Regions from separate parts of the Danio rerio genome. Here region 2 is linked to region 1. The links are chromatin contacts, called in public Hi-C maps. All regions are on one chromosome and are shown on one strand. The core of a region is the stretch at or near the end of the contact, and the rest is flanking DNA. Distances in the headings are between cores, read along the strand shown.

Region 1 (4,319 bases), core at 1,367-3,866:
GCTTTTTTTGGGATATTTACCATGAGATTACCATGTAATGGTAATGTCAAAAAATGCACGGTATAATCATATAAAGCAACAAAAACATGATATTACCATGTTTTTTTTGGCATTTAATACATGGTTATGTCATGTTTCTATTCCCTAATATGATTAAACCATGTTTTTTTGGACATTTAACATTCCATTGCCATGCAGTAAATGCCAAAAAAGCATGGTATAATCATATAAAGAAACAAAAAACATGATTTTATCATGCTTTTTTCCATTTATTACATGGTAATATCATGTTTTTGGTTCCTTATTATAATTATAATATGCTTCTTTTGGACATTTACCATGAAATTACTATGTAATGACAGTAAATGCCAAGAAATATGGTATAAATACATTAAGGAACAAAAACAAAACATACTTTTTGGCATTTACTACATGGTAATCGCCTCTTTTTGATGCTTTTTTGGATATTTACTATGCCATTACTATGTAGTAGATGCCAAAAAAAGCATGATATATTCATAATAGGGAACAAAAAAAAAGATATTTCCATGTATTTCTATTTTTTACAATTACTACATAGCAATGTCATCTTTGATTCCTGCTTTTATTTTTGACCTGTATTCTAATATTATTTTTTTTGGTTCTGTGCCATGATAATACTGTTGTTGTTTTTTTTGCATGCACTACAAGATTTTTAGACTATACCATTATAATAGCATGCTTTGAAAGCAATACAGTTTTCTGTGTAACCATACAGTATTCTTACAGTATTATTGGGTCATACCATGATAATAACATGCTTTAAAAGTAATACAGTTTTTCTGTGTAACCATTCAGTATTATTACACTATTAACGGACCATACCATGATAATAGCATGCTTTGAAAGTAATACAGTTTTCTGTGTAACCATACAGTATTCTTACAGTATTATTGGGTCATACCATGATAATAACATGCTTTGAAAGTAATACAGTTTTTCTGTTTTATTTTATTCAGTATTATCCTCCTCAGTATACAGCAGTGTGGCTCACCTGTCCTTGTCCAGGATGAAGTGTCTGGCCTCGGGCAGCTGTGTAAGGTTGGACAGCAGGGGCGCCAGATAATGCAGCGAAGCCTTCTTATTAAAGCCCTCCGTGCAGAAGATTTCCACCAGTCTGTCCAGTCCCACATTCAGCTCCTGCAGGGCTTTGAACACATCTCTGCATGTTTGTTCATGTCGGCTCAGGTTACTTAAGATTGTACAGATCCGATCCGAAAACACAAACTCCGGGTCCTGGAGCTTCGGGATCAGTTTGGACAGAATCTCAGTCTCTTTAACTAAAGGCTGATGGAGCGTTTCGTCTGCTGAGAGGTTGATCAGGGCATGAAAACAGTCCTTCACGATGGCAATGGAAGGGTCGCTGGTTAGAGTCACCAGGGCTTTCAGAAAGTCTGGTTTGGACTGCAGGTATCGGCACCCGTCCCTGTTCCCTGTGAGGCCCAAGATGTAGCCGGTGGCCTGACCTTTAACATCCGCTCTCATCTCAAGAGTGAGAAACGACAGCAGATCTTTAGCTTCATCCTCACTGAGCATCTCGGCTCTTGGGTCAGTCTGGTGGTAGTAACTTTAAGGTTTGTTCTTGATTTTTGTTTCAATACAAACTGCAAAAGGAAATACAGTTTAGCAAATATTATAATATAATATAATATAATATAATATAATAACAGCTGTAATCATAGAAATAAATGTACAAAAATGACAAATGAGAATTAAAAAAAAATAAATAAATTTAAAAATGAAATCAAAATGTTAAATTGTACCCTTATTGTATTCCAAATAGCTTCAAATGTAACATGTATACATATTACTAATGCAATTTTACATTTCATTTATATATATATGTATATATATTTTTTTGTTTTAGCTTTATTTAAATGAAATATGTTATACTCCATTTAGTATTAGCTCAATAATAACACTGTCATATTCAATAACATAGTTTTATTCAAGCTGCAAATGAAAAAACGAATAGTTTAATAATAATATAATTATAATAAATAGCATAGCAGTAATTAATTATTATTATTATATTATTAAACCAAGACAGGCAGCTATAATCGCAGATTAAAATTAAGAAATAAATAATAAATGAATAAAAATAAGTGCACTTAAAACAATTAACTTAACTTAAGCTAATTGTTTTCTAAATACTACTTATACATTTATAATACTATGTTTTTACATCATAACCAGAATCTTTCTTTATACAGAAACAATATTCGATGTCTTATTTAAAAGGTTAGGGTGTTTGACTGTGTCTTTTGAAAAGTATAAATCTAAATTGATATGGTATTACCATCACCATACGATGGTAACTTACCACAGCAAACTCTCACTGTTTAAGTCATAATAATGATGGCAGTGTGTTTATCATAACAGTGCGAAATTATAATCATAACTGATCGAAGTATACAACTGGATGTGGAAACCTAATAATCAGGCCTAACATTGATAAACAGTTGTAAAGAGTGCAGAAAATATGTGATATAATTCAAAATCATTTGTTTAAATAGAATAGACTTACCACATTCGCGATATACAGAACACATGTGCGCTGAACGTAGTTCCTAGTCTAGAAACTGACACATTCTTGATCCAATCAGATTGCACGTTAGACAAATAGTCCCGCCTTTTTTCTTACTCCCGGGAACATGATTGGCTCGTTTAACCCCCAGGCTCCGCATTTTTTTTCTTTTCCTCGCGCTTTCTGATGACGCACAATTTCGCCGTGTGTTTGAAAAAATGGCAGCTGTTAAAGTGTGCGAAGCGGAGAAGGTTTATATAATGCACGGAGTTCGAGTAAGTGAAATCAAATATGAATATATATGAGTTTTATTGAGTTCATATGACAGTATTAATATTAATAAGATTGTGTCCGATGCCCTGAGTGATCTGTTTTGGGTTCTACATCCGAGATATGCAATAATTTTAGTAAATATTAGTCTGAAACATTTCTTTCTGTTGTTGACTGCATTTAGCTGACTTAATTACATAGTTCTTACACGTAAAGTTAATGTTTTGTAAGCTACAATAAAACTAGACAACTATACCGGACAAAACCCCAAAACACAATATTTGGTTAACTATAGAATATAATTTATGATATTATATTATATTATATGAAACACACATCCTGTACTGTGACATTTAGTTTATAATACGTTTTTTTATTGGAATATGCAACATGATTCATCAGACTGATATTTGATAGCTTGAATTATAATATGGGTCTATTATGTCTCTGTTTACAAATTAGTCTCTGATGTCCCCAGAATGTATATGTGAATTTGAGCTCAAAATACCACACAAATAATGGTTTATTACTCTTTAAAACTGCCCCTTTTAGGCTTTGATTCTAATTGTGACGTTTTGGTGACTGTCGCTTTAAATTCAAATGGATTGTTTGAAAAAAAGATTGTGCTCTTTTCAAAACAGGGCGATGCTTCAAATGCCACAAATGTGTCAGCATAGTGGAAGATTCAAAGCTGCTGCTTCTCACTCAGGGCTGTTTATGCTAATGAGGGAGAGATGGTCACTAGTGGGCGGGGCTTTCACCCTCTGATGACGCGTACAAATGGAGAATGTCAATCAAATTGTTCCTGCAGACTGTTTTTATCAAGCGTGATTATAAACAATTACATTAATACATTTTTACCATTAGAAGCTGGTTATATTCACACACGGCTGCCACACAACTGTGCTTAACCCCCATATAAAAGTGATTCTTGCATAATAGGTCCCCTTTAAGCTTTAAAAACTTTAAAAGTGATGCATTTCTTTCAGGATGACCTGAGATTGGACGGGCGAGGATGTGAAGACTACAGACACATGGAGATCGAGACAGATGTGGTGTCAAATACTGATGGATCTGCTAAAATCAGTCTTGTAAGATGTATTTTCGAGTTTTAAGTGTTGTTATAACTTACCATCTATGTTTTATCGATGCAGTCTGTTGTGTGATGTGTTTAACAGGGTCACACAGATGTTCTCGTAGGAATCAAAGCAGAGATTGGTAAACCCAGACCAATGGTACCAGACGAAGGTTATTTGGAGTTTTTTGTAGACTGGTGAGTTTTTAGGATTATGTTTATTAGTTCATCCTGCCTCAAAAAAATATATAAGAAACATCCATCAAAACAAATAAGTATATTAGAACTTAAAGTGCAGTACATGCACAAAAAGTGCAGGGTCAATAATTTATTATAATTTATTTATCTTGTTATTATAGTTTCCTCAACTTAAACCCATAAACTTAAAATCATTGTTTGCTATTTGAA
Region 2 (4,159 bases), core at 435-2,934, 180 kb before region 1:
AAATCCCAATCCTGTGCCTTGATATCAATGAGCGTGGTGTTTATGAGGTAAAGTTGGTTTTATATTCGCACAGTTGTTCATTTATGAACTAAGTGTCAACTTGTGACATGGTTTCTATACCATTTACCATGCTACTTTTATACATGCGGTCTGAAATAGTATGACTTCAAATCAACATTAGCCCTATTTAAGTGACTGTGAACAATGTTGTTGTACTTAGATAGTCATTGGCCGCTAAAAGATTTCCATATTTAGAACTGGCAAAGAATACTTTTCTGAAATGATATTATTAAAGAGAACGTCTGACTGTGTGAATTTAAAACCAACTTTTCCCCAATAAAACTCTGTCAGTGGGATTGTGACTGTTACAAATATATTTAGGCCCATTTTACACAGGTTTTACCATATCTATTCATAATAAAAGATAAATATTTCTGTAAAATCACAATCCTTGGCCTTCATACTAATGAAGGTAGTGTTTATGAGGTAACGTTGGTTTAATATTTGCACATTTGGTTATTTATGAACTAAGTTACATTGTTTACCACGCTACTTTTACATATTCGGGTATCACCAGACATAGTTATGATACAAGATTAATTTTTTTTTAACAGTGAAATCACAATCTTGTGCCTTCATATGAATGGATGTACTGTTTAGGATTGAAGTAAAGTTGGTTTTATATTTGCACAGTCATTCATTTGAGTAGTCCCAGTATTGTTTACCACACTAATTTGAATATTCGGTCTGAAAATGCATTTAAGTATGACTATAAAACAACATTACTGCTATTTAATTGCCTGTGAACAACGTTGTACTTTGATAGTCATTGGCTGCTAAATGATTTCTATATTTATAATATGCAAATAATAGTTTTCTGCAATTGCATTGCTGAGGAGAAAGTTTGAATGTGTCAATATAAAACAAAATGTACATCAATCTGTTCAGGCCCAAAATAACGCATTAAATATCTTTGAAATATCTCTTTTAAACAGTATCATACGCCATTTATGTCTATTTCTCACACATTTTCTCTCATATTAAACTTATGTAGAGTATAATAAGTTCTTAGCTGTGTATAACGTTAGGTTAATATAGCTTATTGTTGTTTGTTTATTTTTAATGCGTGACTAGCAGCGTGGTCTGTCTGAAACACACAACATTGCGTCCTAGTATAATCCTCCCATTAAGACGAATGACAATAAATCTCGACTTGACTTGAATGTAACTGTAATCCAGGTCAGTAAACCGTCCTCAAAGCGAGACCCAGAATAGACTCACTGGGCTCCAGCAGATCAGCGGGTCCGTGTCCGGATCCTCCACCAGCGTCCAGAGTTTGGTCAGAAACGCAGGCACATTGTTCCCGGTGACCACCACTCCTCCGGGCCCCACACTGTGATACTCCATCACGGAGAGTTTAGTGATGATTTCTGACGGTAATTAGAACGCTGTAACGAGTCACTGACGAAGCGCGGAGTCACCCTCGAGGTGAGGCTTTACAGATTAAACCGTTCAAACGAGCCGATATAACTCTCATCACCCCTTGAAGAGTCCGGATCCTGCTTAAAAAGTGATCGTTACGATTCAATCGAATCGATTTGGTGTTTTAGATGATCCAGAATAAGTGGAAAATTCCATTAAATCCACATCGCGTAGTAACTGCGTAGAAAACAAGAAGCGTTGGGAGGCGTCGCGTTGTGATGACGTAGGCGCGACGGATGTTTAAAAATATATATTTTTTTTTAGATTAATATAACTAAATACGAAAAATAAAAACGAAGATAATGCTATTTGGATTATTTTTAACCACTTAAAATTGTTAATCTGTGCAAATTTGAGATTTTAAAACGGCACGTATTTTACGTTAAACTTTAACCTTTTGCATCAGACGCAGTTGTGTTAAAACGCAATGGATTCCATCATATGTTATTTTTAAAAGATAACTCATTTGAATCAAATACGGGCTGGGTACAATTTATAAAAAAGTACGCCAAACAACAAGTGGAATAAATAAATAAATCGAACGCGTCACTGTTTGACCTTTCACCTCTTCGATTCAAACCCACATGGTCGCATTTTCAGCATGCGTCCAACTCACAGCGGCACCATGAGCAAATTAAAGAATAAGAAACGACATTTAGAGGAGAATGAAGAGGAACAGGTATGATTCGATGCTGTGTTTATGTAGTGTTGTTCTGAAGTACTCACACAGTAGTTTGATTCTACTCGTTATATAAAAACACGCGTGTTTATATAGCGCGCGGTTGACTTGAGGTGCTCTCACTTTATGAATTTGAGATTATTCATGGATTTAAACTTATATTATACAATTTATGAGTGTCAATTATGTATCTTCTCACGGCTAAGATGTCGGCCGTGTTTATAAACGTAGTGTTGTGTTGTGCTGTTAAAAATATGACTACCAGTCTGAAGTTTGAAAGCATTTGATGTAATATATATCAAACTAGTCATTTAAAGTCCTGTAACTGCCTGCTCTACCAAATGGTTGACCATGTTTTGACCGTTTAAAATTATGACTGTTTTAAAATTATGACTGTTTTAAATAATGGTTTACACACACAGCATTGAAGGTTTGCTGAAAAACCAAACATAATTCTGTTGCACTACTACACTTGGTTTTGGTTTTATTGTTAAAAACAGCAATAAAGCATGTTAAATGAGAATCTGAAATATTTATGGCATATTTCAAAACATAAAGATCATCTAGAATTCATAAATGTTTTGTTTTGGTCATGTTTTTAAATAAATTGATCAGGTTTTTCATAGTAAGTGTATTAATTCTGGTGCTTTTACCATAAACTGACTTGTCTACCATTTGGTAGAGGATAATATTTTAGAAATTATGGGATCTGTTGATAAAAAATGTATTGAGTGTGTTAACTAGCGACATTAGGAGTTAAGAAATGCTATCCAAAGATGCTTTTCTTGGTGGCACATTAAAGGGTTAAAGCCTTAGTGATTGTCCTTCTATATAAATTTGATCACGTTGTAGTTTTTAATACATTTCTGTTTAAATATGCATGTCATTATACAGTAATTGGTGTTTTAACAGTGAATTTGTTTTCATTGAGGTAAAGTAGGTTTTTATATTTGCACATTGGGGCTTTCTGTTTAATAATATTATTTCAGAAAAGTATTCTTTGCCAACAGAGTATATGCACACAGACTTTTAATTTCAGTCAGCCAGCCAGCCCCAGGACTTTAGTTGTTAATTGTCACCCCATACAGAATCACCACATCTAAGATCTGATTTCTTTAAAAAATAAATAAAAAAATCAATAATCTTCACTGCCTGGTGGAGATACAATATAAAGTGGGTCTCAGACTAAACAAGAAGCACTGCATTAAATAATTTTTGTCTGTAAAATATAGAAACTAATTTTACCATAGTACCCCATTACATTTTTAATGGAATGACTGCGCTCGCCTGCTGCTATTGACAGTGCCTGCTGTCTCTCTTTACACTTTTTATAACAACCAAATGGATGCTTAAGTCTATTTAACCGATTATATTTGAATTACATTACAACATCGATGCTTTAAAAGGAGCCGTATGAAATTGAAAACAGTCACATAAAGCTTTCACCTGAAGTTCATCATTGGCTGAAAAACACTAGCTGTGCATATAGCCCAAACTAAATGGAGACATACAGCATTGTTAATATATAGCAGGGGTGTCAAACTCAATTCCTGGAGGGCCGAAGCCCTGCACAGTTTAGTTCCAACCCTGCTCCAACACACTTACCTGTAGGTTTCAAACAAGCCTGAAGGACTCAATTAGTTTGATCAGGTGTGTTTAATTAGGGTTGGAACTAAACTGTGCAGAGCTGCGGCCCTTTTGGAACTGAGTTTGACACCTGTGGTATATAGCTACTCAGAAAACTAGATTCTGTTCATCATGCAGCAATACGCTTCGTCACAGGCGCAGACTCACGGACGCATCACTGTATTTTGTACGATTCCTTAGACTGGTTATCTTTATATCGAAGGAGATATTTACATCCATACTCATTTATTTTAATTAAAGGCTCTCCTAGGTAAATCACCACCATATCTTTGTAATTTGTTAGCATTTCACATAAATAACCAACACACTAGATCTGGTTCATGTATTCATCTAACACCGTGGTTCTCAAAC

What was found. Hi-C and Micro-C count contacts between places; a contact is called where the count stands out from the background.
Region 2: a Hi-C map of hematopoietic stem cells shows a contact between it and region 1, with 4 times the contacts expected there. The contact joins the promoter of hsf1 here to the promoter of hgh1 in region 1. A contact is called at or near these places in 2 of 18 Hi-C or Micro-C datasets (caudal fin and hematopoietic stem cells).

Annotation. Positions count from the first base shown.
Region 1 is chr19:3,288,939-3,293,257 of GRCz12tu, reverse strand. hgh1 (HGH1 homolog (S. cerevisiae)) reads right to left here and starts at 2,616. Exons shown (of 7, transcript NM_001002522.2): 1 at 2,567-2,616; 2 at 1,034-1,643. The coding sequence starts at 1,575. exosc7 (exosome component 7) reads left to right here and starts at 2,758. Exons shown (of 8, transcript NM_001017585.1): 1 at 2,758-2,841; 2 at 3,826-3,927; 3 at 4,015-4,109. The coding sequence starts at 2,785.
Region 2 is chr19:3,469,660-3,473,818 of GRCz12tu, reverse strand. hsf1 (heat shock transcription factor 1) reads right to left here and starts at 1,684. Exons shown (of 13, transcript NM_001313736.1): 1 at 1,282-1,684. The coding sequence starts at 1,407. It overlaps bop1 (BOP1 ribosomal biogenesis factor), which reads left to right and starts at 2,054. Exons shown (of 16, transcript NM_001077735.2): 1 at 2,054-2,161. The coding sequence starts at 2,108.